Linked DNA regions of Mus musculus: region 2 is linked to region 1. Evidence: chromatin contacts called from public Hi-C data. All regions are on one chromosome and are shown on one strand. The core of a region is the stretch at or near the end of the contact, and the rest is flanking DNA. Distances in the headings are between cores, read along the strand shown.

Region 1 (5,378 bases), core at 1,089-3,588:
TCCCCAGCCTGGTCTATAATGCATCCCCAGCCTGGTCTATAATACATCCCCAGCCTGGTCTATAATACATCCCCAGCCTGGTCTATAATGCATCCCCAGCCTGGTCTATAATACATCCCCAGCCTGGTCTATAATACATCCCCAGCCTGGTCTATAATACATCCCCAGCCTGGCCTATAATACATCCCCAGCCTGGTGTATAATACATCCCCAGCCTGGTGTATAATATATCCCCAACCTGGTCTATAATACGTCCCCAGCCTGGTGTATAATATGTCCCTAGCCTGGTCTATAATACGTCCACAGCCTGGTCTATAATACATCCCCAGCCTGGTGTATAATGCATCCCCAGCCTGGTCTATAATACATCCCCAGCCTGGTGTATAATATATCCCCAGCCTGGTCTATAATACATCCCCAGCCTGGTCTATAATATGTCCCTAGCTGGCTTCCCTTCAAAATCTATGTGTACATCTCAAACCCTTTGTACATCCTTTGTACTCAGGGGCCCTTCAGACCCTGACTGCTAGGAGCTTCACATTTGATTGCCTGACTCTTACTCTGTACTCTTGTTTCTCTCTCCCCCTCATCCTGCCTGGATCCTGAGCCATGGCCTTGTGCGCTGCCATCTTCCTCCCCAGGCTCTGCCTTGATCACCATAGATGTGCTTCCTCAGCCTCACGCCATGCCTCTGCCTGTCTCAGTGGGTGAAATGATCTATCTGTAGGTATGGAGACAGCTGAGGGATACCTCAGCTTACAGGATAGCCCAGCTGAAGACTTGCAGGCAGACCTCTCAGATGACTGAATACCTGAGCAGGGTGCAGAAGCTAGCTCACACCTGCACTGTGTCCACCCTGGCCTCTCTTTCCATTGCCTCTGATCAGCAGTTTCTTTGGTGGGATTCCCTCTGTGGTACTCGAAAGCTCGGCCCCGCAGCATGCCGCTTCTGTTGTATCTTGTCAGTCTGCTCTGCTCTGTCCTGGCCTTCTATTCCCTAGGAATTCCTTAATAAACACATTGACCTTACACCTAACTGTCTGTAATCACAACACTGGCTTTGGGGGGGGTTGTTGTTGTTGTTGTTGTTATTTCTGTGTCCATTTTATTGCTTGAGTGGCATTTGGGGAGGAGAGGACTGTGTCCTTAGCCACACTCAGCTATGACATGTGTATTCTGCAATTACAATTACTTCATGAGAATAAGCTGCCAAGTGTGGGGTTGTTGGATCAAGAATGAGGAAAGTTTCTGGAACTGTTGATATGTTTGTCAGCTGGTCACCAGACTAAGAAGTGGATGAAAGGGAAACTATGAGGAGTGAGCTGTTGCAGGGTCCTTTACTTCAGCTGTATGGTCTGCTGAAGAGGCCTTTCTGGGGCTGGAGACGTGGCTCGGTCAGTAGCGGGCTTACTAGGGTAAGCACAAGGACACTAGCCTGACCTTCAGACTCCACAGAAAGATGCCATGGCGGCATTCACGGCTGGTGTGAGTAGTTCCCCCCTGGCCTCCACGTGCATGCATGCATGTACGTGTGCACAGGGACATTTAAATTCCTAAGGAGATTGTTCTGAACCTTAATCTCATTAGTGAGCCTGGAATGGTGTTTCAAGGTTGAATCAATATGAATGGATGACGGTGGACATAGAGGAACACCTTCCCAAATCCAGCCTTTAAAAAGGGCTTACTGAAAACTGTCAGCAGCATGCCATGTAGGTGGCTTTTCTGCACCAAAGAACTATGGACTCAACCAAGTGCTTGGACAGCATTCCTCTCCTTTGTCACTGTCATTTCACACTTCTGGGTGAACCACTGCCTGCCTCGGCATCTCCTGCTCCAAAGACAGAAACCTTCCTGATGCAGCCCTTGATGATTCTCTTGGAGATGCTTGAGTGGGAATCCCTGCACAGACATGGGGCTGCTTTGATTGGAAGAATCAGTCCTGAGTCCCTACCTAAAGCCCAGACTGAGCAAAGACAAGATGTGTTCCTCCTTCTCAGTCCCAGCAGATGTAAGCAGTCATGCAAAAGATAGAAAAACAGCTTGCACTCTAGGGTTAGGGTGGCTCAGTGGCAGAGCAAGTACATAATGCCCAGGGTTCATTTCTTAGCCCCACCAACACAGAGAGATGCCTGGTTCTTGTTCTAGGCCAGAGCCCAGAAATTTAATTTCTCCCTCAGCTGGGACAAAGGTTCTAATGGCTTCTTTTATTTTCCGGTTTGACTCATTCATCAGAAATCCCCAGCAAAGCCGCTCCAGGGAGGCAGGCTGTACCCTGGCCTCAGTCTCATGCTGGTCTGAACCCAAGATGCCAGAGAACAAATGTTTCCTGTGCTTCCAGCTGAGAGGAAGCCCAGAGATGGTGTTCACTAGCAGGCTCCAAAGCCATTGGCTCGGAATGCAGTGGCCTGGTGGTGTCAGGAAACATACGAGATAAGGTTATTTTTTTAAAGCCAGTTCAATGGCATAGGGGTAGATTCAAAAGTGCGCACTTCCAGAATAAAGGCAAGCCAAGCACGATGGTCGGCCAGGCGCCAGCACCGTCAAAGGTCACTGAGTCAAGGTTCAGAGAGAAACAAGACTAAGTCAGGTGTGAGTGAGGAGTGTCTTAGTCACGACCAAAAGGCAAGTTGGGGAGGAAAGGGCTGATTCAGCTTACACTTCCAGATCATAATCCATCATTGAAGGAAGTCAGGACAGGAACTCAAGCAGGGCTGGAACCTGGAGGCTGGAGCTGATACAGAGGCTATGGGGGAATGCTCCTTACTGGCTTGCTTCTACATGGCTTGCTCAGCCTGCTTTCTTATAGAACCACCAGCCCAGGGGTGGCACCACCCACCTTGGGCTGTGCCCCCCCCCAATTGATCACTAATTGAGAAAATGCCTTTCAGCTGGATCTCATCGAGGCATTTCCTCAACTGAAGCTCCTTCCTCTCTGATGACTCCAGCCCGTGTCAAGTTGACACACAAAATCAGCCAGTTACAACTGACCCCTTGTCAAGTTGACACACAGACACATCACTATTAAGTCGAAACCTTTCCTTATTTATCCCCAAAGCCTGACATTAAAAACATAATAACTTTAAAAGTCCCACCATCTTTACAAATTCAAACACATTAAAATTTTCATCCCTTTAAAATATCCAATCTCTTTCAAAATCAAAGTCTCTTAAAATTCAAAGTCTCTCAACTGTGGGATCCAGTAAAATACCTTACTTCAGGAGGGAAAAATCAGGTCACAGTCTCAATCAAATGAAAGTAAAATCAAACTCTAACCATAAAATGTCGGGGATCCACTCATGATATTCTGGGCTCCTCCAAAGGGCTTGAGTCACGTCTCCAGTTCTGCCCTCTGTAGCACACAGCCTGGTTCCAAGGTTCTGGCTGGCTCCACTCCCCTACTGCTGTTGTTCTTGGTGGTCGTCCCGTGGTACTGGCATCTCTAACACTGCTTGGATCTTCTGCTACAACTGGTCTGCATTTTCACCAGTAGCCTCTCATAGGCTCTCTTCATGGTGCCAAGCCTCAGCTTTCTTGCATGACTCCCTTAGTCCTGTGCCATCAACCACCACTGTGGCTGCACCTTCACCAATGGCCTCTCCTGACCTCTCCCAGTGCTGAGCCTCAGCTGCTCTTCATGACCTCTTCACGCCTTCAAAACCAGCACCACCGGCGTGACTCTTATACATTACCAAGTCCAGCTGCAGCACAAGGTACAACCTTGGCTGTCTCTGGAACACAGATTCTCTGTGCTCTCAGAGCTGTTCCAGCAAGACCCCACTACCCTGGCACTAACTGGTCTTAGTTAGGGTCGCTACTGCTGTGTTAAATCATTACAGCCAAAAACCATGTTGGGGAGTAAAGGATTGATTTGGCTTATACATCCAGATTATAATCCATCATTGGAGGACGTCAGGACAGGAACTCAAACAGGACTGGAACCTGGAGGCAGGAGCCGATGCAGAGGCCATGGAGGGGTGCTGCTTACTGGCTTGCTCCCCATGGCTTGCTCAGCCTGCTTTCTTACAGAACCCAGATCACCAGCCCAGGGATGATATCACCCACAATGGGCTGTGCCCTCCCCCATTGATCACTAATTGAGAAAATGCCTTTCAGCTGGATCTCATGGAGGTATTTCCTCAACTGAGGCGCCTTTCTCTCTGATGACTCTAGCTTGTGTCAAGTTGACACAAAACCAGCCAGTCCTCATGCCCTCGATGATTGAACCATCCCCCCACCCAGCCCAAATTTAAGTCTTTGTTCTATGACCTCAAATGGCTTCTGAGGCCCTCTAGTGAGATTTACGTTTAGCTATTGTATGTTTCAACTACAAAATTTCTATTTGGTGCCTAAAAGCAACTTCTCTGTCTTTATTTAAATTACTGACTTGGTGAGGCACTATTCTGATCCTTTCTTTTCATTCTTTAGACATTATTTCCTTGAATTGTTTGAATAATTTATACAAGCTTATTTAGAGTCTTCATCTAAAAATTCAATGTATGACTTCTGTAGTACTCTCCATTGATCATGTGCCCCCTCCCGAATTTACCATATTTTAATGTTTCTTTGTTTGTCTCATGAAACACTGGAGTAGGTAATACAATGTGGAGCAACGGCAACTACACAGATCCTTCCACTTTCAGAGCTCCTTTTAAAACATTTATTTTTTATTACATGTGTTGGGTGTTTTGCCTGCATGCATATATGTGTACATGTGCACCGGCAGAGGCCAGGAGAGGGCATTACATCCATGGAAGTGTAGTTAGAGTCGGGAACTGAACTCAGGTCCTCTGTATGAGCAGCCAGTGCCCTTAACCACTGAGCCGTCTTTCTAGGGCTTCTTATTGCTACTGCTGATTTTGTGGCTGCTGCTGCTGTCTGTGTCTTGTGGCCCCAGTAGATTACTGAGGTAGTCTGTACTTCCTGTAGTGAAGGCCACAGGAGATTCTGCTGGCTCCACTCAGCTGTCAGCTAATGAGACAGTGATTGCTTTGAGTGTGGTGAGCCCGCAGGTCCTTTATAGTTGTCCAGAGGCTCTGTGTGGCCTGAGGTGTGTCTTTTGCTTAAGCTTTCCCCTTTTGCTTGTGAAAAGTTTCATAGAAACATATGGCTTACACACATACACTCACTCACTTACTCACTCACTCACAGACACACTCATACTCACACACAAATACACACACTCACATTCACACTCTTATACACACTCATATACACATACACACATTCATTCACACACACACTCTTTCTCTCTCTCTCTCTTTCTTACACACACACAGACACACACACACACACACTCACATACAGAGGCATGGCACCTTTCTGCAAATCATGACTTTTTAGATCCCCAGATGATGTCAAAGCTTTTTCTTCATCATAAAT
Region 2 (5,378 bases), core at 1,407-3,906, 200 kb before region 1:
TTTTCCTTGATTACTGACAGCTTAAATCTCTTTAGCCCTTGTAGCTATTCTGAGAAGGAAGGAGTGTCTGCTATTTACTGAAATGTGATGTTCATATGTCCACAAGTCTCTGGTTTGTTCTGAGCACTCACTATGTCATAGCCGGAGGAGGGGGAGGAGGAGGAGGAGGAGGAGGAGGAGGAGGAGGAGGAGGAGGAGGAGGAGGAGGAGGAGAAGGAGGAGAGGGGGAGGAGGAGGAGGAGGAGGAGGAGGAGGAGGAGGAGGGAGGAAGGAGGAAGTAGTCTCCTAGAGTTAGAGAGGTAGTTTACTGTTCTTGTAGAGGCCCCAAGTGGGTTTGTAACACCACATCTGGTGGCTCTGAATTCTGAGGGCACTTGTGCTCATATACACACCCACACAGACACACATGTACACATAATTAAAAATAGTAAAATAAGTAATCTCTAAAGTCCAACCTCAGCTCTTGGGACCATATTATTTAATTGCACATTGTAGTGCTATGCAAGGCTCAAGCAAACCACAGTGGCTGATGCTCCCTGGTTTCCTGTCTCTTGTGTGTTTGTCATTTCCTGGGATACCTGTCACAGAGTGAGTGTTTCAGCTTTGTGATCTGAAGGGGGACTCACTGAAAAGAGCACAGAGAAAAAAGGCAGTGTACCGTCTTGATGCGGAGAATGCCAACTGATACCGTGCTTGCCGCCAAGCTCAAAGAATGGGCTCTGGTGCAGTGTAACCTTGGCTCACAAGCACCTCAGCAAATCTCTGGAGACAATGGCATCTTTATGCTCAGTCATGTCATGCAGGAAACATTGTTGGGGGCATCTGGTCCAAAGCAATTCTTATGCCAAACAGAGAAGGGCTCAGGAATTCAGTGAATTTTTCTTCAGATCTGACTTTGCCATGGACAAGTGCTGTAAGAGAAACCCCCAGGCTGCCTGGGTTGTAGCACGTGCAGGAATCTCCATGAGCTTGAGTGTAAAGCCTTGCTGTGCGTTACTTCAGAGAGTGCTTTTATTATGTCTTCTGTCTTCATTTTGCTAAAGCAAATGAGAACCGTGTGTGAGGCATTCAGAGGAACTTGTTTAAGATTTCTATCATCAGGACTGCTCGTTGCCAAGCATGAGGGTCAGGGTTCAGGTCACCAGAACATAAGTAAAAACTGAGGTGTGTGGTGGCTCACCTGTGACTGCAGGACATGGTAGGGCAGAGACAGGAGCTCCACACAGCACTCTGGCTAGTTAAAGAGCTGGCTCTGGGTTCAGTGGGAGACTCTGCCTCAGTATATAAGCTACAGGGTAAGATGACATCTGATTCCTACCTTAGGCCTCTGCACACAAGCGTGTGCATGCATACAAACACAAACACATGTGTACCTGCTCATAGACATATATTTACACATGCAAACATGCACATATACACATACACACATATGTGAAGAAATATTTTTATTATTCCTATGTTAGAGCCTTGAGATTAGTATGTGTGTTTGTGCATGTACGTGTGTATGTGAGCACTCAGTTGTGCCTATATATGCGGAAGATAGTGGTTTTGTTGCCGTCTGTCGCTTCCTGCCTTCTTGAGAGAGGGCCTCTCACTGACCCTGGTAGATCAGCTGGCTAACCAGCCCCCAGGATTGGCCTGCCCCACTTCTCAGCCCTGGGGTGATAGGTGCACATGTAAGCACATGGATTTTATGTGGATTCTGGGGATTTGAACTCTGGTCCCTGTACTTGCACAGCAAGTGGTGCACCTTAGTTCACATTTTAAAGCTGTTGACTTGACAATGATTTTCTGTCATTTCTCATTTTTCTTACAAATGGAGAGAAGTAATCTGGTTTAAAGAAACCAAACCCCTCTGAATGACAGTTAAAATACATATTTTGCCATAGCCATAGCTGAGGTCAGCTTGGGGCCTGTCACACTGCCTGTCCGTCATCAGTTTGCAGTTTTAGTGGTGCTGATCCACCTTCTCCTGGTGCTGCTGCCCCTGCCATCTTGTGTTAGTACTGATTTTGTTCACCCACTAACCCCCAGTGCTTGATCTATATAACAGGCGCCAGCTACGGTGTGAACAGCGGCCTAGTTCAGGTTTGTAGCACAGACAATCCTTCTGAGTCTACCATAGCATCATCTGAGCAGACACAGTTTTGACAGGACGGTGACTGATGCTGATGATCTTAATGGCTCCTCACTGGCAGAGCAGCCCAGGCTGCTCAGAATCCCAGGCTGAGCTTGGCTAAAACAGCTTGAATCTAATTACTGCTGTTTTCCGAATGCAGTTTCACACACGTGAGGAAGTTAATTTCTTACCTCGGGCTTGAGGCTCACTTTTCCTTTGCCTTCAGTCTGTCCTTCTCCTCCTCCAGATACCTGGGTCACTGGCTGGCCTAGGTCTGTCTCCAGCCCTATATTCTGTCCTTGCTGGGTGAGATTTCCATGGCTCTTAAATGAAACAGGTTTGCCGACTCTGCACATCGCTCCTTCTCGGCTGTGGGGATGGATGTTAGAGGAGAGGCAACTGTAGTGCTTGATTTCCCAGGAAGAAACAACCAGACCAGCACCGAAAGTCAGAGCAAGTCCCTTTCAGGACACTGAGCCTGAGCGGAGATGGGTAGTAGTATTTGTTGGTATGTTCTACACCACTAGAGGGAGCCCTGTTGTTCTGATTTCCGAATCCTGAACCCATCATGCCTATGGCTGTGGCATGGTGGTCCCCTGGTAAGTGCTTGTTGAGCTCCCTCTGCTCTTCATGCCACTGGACACTGCATGCAGCATAGCTTGGAGTATGAAGACACAACATACGAAGAGCAAGGGCAAGCCAGGCTAGCTCCTCCTCAGGCCAGGGGGAGTTTAGGGGAGTCCGAGTCTATGGAGAATGTCAGAGCTGGGCCCTGCTCAGACCTCTGCTCCAGGTCAGCCTCTAACTCTAGACAGAGGTCAGGTCTGGGAATTTTTCCCAACATCCAGACTGTTGCATTGGCATAGTTTAATGGTGAATGAGGACTCACTGTGTGTGCATGTGTTGCTGTGTATGTACAGGGTCTTACATACATGTAGCAAGGATTAAATAGTACATAGGAATGAGTACAAGAAAACCACCGTATGTTTTCAAATATCATGATTTGTGTGTTGACCGCTTTCCCCTTCCCTCTCCCTGGAAGTGGATGAGAGCAAGGATTGAAAGTCAGGAATGGCATTAGCAGACACCACTTACATAGCGTCATGTAGTCCGGGCAGCCAGGCTGGAAGGTGCAGAAACAGGAATAAGCTGGTTGCCTCTGTGCCACACCAGGGGCCTGGAATTCTGCAGGCATCGTGTCTGTTCCCACCTAACCTTCCTGTGAACCCGAAGGAGCTCCTTTCCTCTTCCTCCTCCTCCTCTTCCTCCTCCTCCTCCTCCTCTTCCTCCTCCTCCTCCTCTTCCTCTTCCTCCTCCTCCTCCTCCTCTTCCTCCTCCTCTTCCTCCTCCTCCTCTCCCTTCCTCTCCCTTCTCCTCCTCCTTCTCCTCTCCTTCCTCCTCCTCCTCTCCCTTCCTCTTCCTCTTCCTCCTCCTCCTCTTCTTCCTCCTCCTCCTCTCCTCCCTCATCTTTCTTCTATTCCTTTTCCCTCTCCTCCTCCTCCTCGTTTTTTTTCTTCCTGGGACATGCAGGAGCAGGTCTCACCTGCTGACAGTGCACAGATGCACTCCCTCTCCAGGAGGCCACCTTTTTCACTGTATGTTTTCCTTTCATCAGTTGGGTTTGGAGAGGTAGGTTGGCCTTTTGCAGGGGCATTGGAAACCCCCTATGACCAGCATGCCTAGCAGCTTCCTTGTAAGGAACAGGGGAAAGCTCTTGTCATCTTCCTGTTGTACACATATAAATAGTGGAGGGCCGGTCCTCCATGCCTTCCCCAGCTCACATGCAGAATGAGGTTGCCACACTTCATGCCTTGTGAAAATACATAAGTGGAGGATTTTGCACTACTTAAGCCCTTTACAGTAATTACCAGATTGTTAATGCTTGATTCACAAGTGGAAATTTACTTTAGAGGCTTCCAGTCTCCCAGTCATTGTGTATAAGCACAACTATTGTGCAACAAAACTGGAAATTAGTCAACATCAAGATGCCCATGTTCACATTAACTCAATTCATCAGTTTGTGTGTTTCCTTAGATTATCTCATAGTAAAAAATGTTATCAAAATATTACTTGCAGTGATTCTGTGGTTCTGCCAATTAGCCTCTAGGCAGCCCTCCTCTGCCCATGCCCACAGTTAACAAAACATGGGCTATGAAGCTTAACGGGGTAGCCAGGGTCCTGTAGCGACTGGGATTTCCTCCCCTTCCCTGGTGGGGACTGGAGAGGTCTGTTTTGGAACATCATTATATGGGGGTTCTAGTGAAAGGGCGTCTTACCTAGCTGCAGCCCCTCTACCTCCTGCCCTGGGTGTTCTGAAAGGGAGACGCCCCTCCCTCCTTCTAGGGTGGGTTTCTATGACCAGAACAAAGGGCGGCAGCAGTGTGTGGACTCCATCAGAGGCTGGAACTAAAGAGAGGGAAGATGGGAACCAAGCACACTGGGAGGAAGGGTTGAGCGGCCGGAGGAAGCTTCTGTTTGTTCTGTAAACTCCTTTTCTTTTCACAGTGCAAACTTTTCCTGCTCACTGCAATGAAAGCCGTGTTCACGTGCATGTGCACACACACTCATAGGCAGGCTCCTGTTTCCCTTTTCCAGTGTGAGGGAGGCAACAGAAATTGTCCTCACACATTTACCCACAGTAGGCTTATTAACTCCACTTAGCTCACTCATGGGAACACTTTGAGGTGTAATACAATTCTAAACAATGAAAGGAACAGCTTATATGCATCCCTGCAGCCCGTCTGCCAAAGAGAAGCAGGCCACATGGCACAGTCTTTTCTCCCACCATATAGAAGCCGCCTCAGGATGCAGTCTCAGCTCCCATTGAGAACAGAAGTGCGGTTGTTCTTTGACTTTGATGACGCCACAATAAAGAAGGACGCGGGCCTGCAGAGCCCAGGGAGACAAGAGAGGAGCCCTGAGTCTTGAGTCTTTGAATGCAGGGGGAGGGGAGGGCAGAGCCTAGGACTGGGTCTGGTTTTGCCAGATGCTGCCACTGATGCCAGAGAGAAGGGAAGCTGGCTGAGGGGCTTAAGGGAATGGGGCGGTCACCGACACTGTGAGGAAGTGTGAGGAAGGAAGGGCAGGATTGCTCGCAAGCTGTGCTTTGCTTTCTGTTCTTTGCTTCTGACGTTTGGCACCTCTCAGGGACAGACTGATGGGGAGCCATGTTGTGGTACAGCTGGGCCTTGCATGTGAAGATTGCACAGGGCATAGACACCTCTCCTCATAAATACAGGATATTCCACAGGGCCTACCT

The links. Hi-C and Micro-C count contacts between places; a contact is called where the count stands out from the background.
Region 2: a Hi-C map of the N1E-115 cell line shows a contact between it and region 1, with 3 times the contacts expected there. The contact joins two enhancer-like sites. A contact is called at or near these places in 25 of 484 Hi-C or Micro-C datasets (the 3T3-L1 cell line, the HL-1 cell line, the N1E-115 cell line and 15 more) and 4 of 115 datasets of contacts at active chromatin or transcription factors (T-cell acute lymphoblastic leukemia, astrocytes, cardiomyocytes and 1 more).

The regions. Positions count from the first base shown.
Region 1 is chr9:122,019,996-122,025,373 of GRCm38.p6, reverse strand. No RefSeq gene overlaps it. Among named protein-coding and RNA genes, the nearest start is that of Gm39464, 24 kb to the left of the region's middle. Within about 2 kb of position 2,338, at least 73 of the 459 cell types and tissues checked have an H3K27ac peak or open chromatin away from gene starts, as enhancers often do. A contact at or near this core is called in the N1E-115 cell line and muscle stem cells, where this site is marked.
Region 2 is chr9:122,222,804-122,228,181 of GRCm38.p6, reverse strand. The region is part of intron 11 of Ano10 (anoctamin 10); the gene reads left to right. Among named protein-coding and RNA genes, the nearest start is that of Mir8106, 49 kb to the left of the region's middle. Within about 2 kb of position 2,656, at least 27 of the 459 cell types and tissues checked have an H3K27ac peak or open chromatin away from gene starts, as enhancers often do. A contact at or near this core is called in the N1E-115 cell line and muscle stem cells, where this site is marked.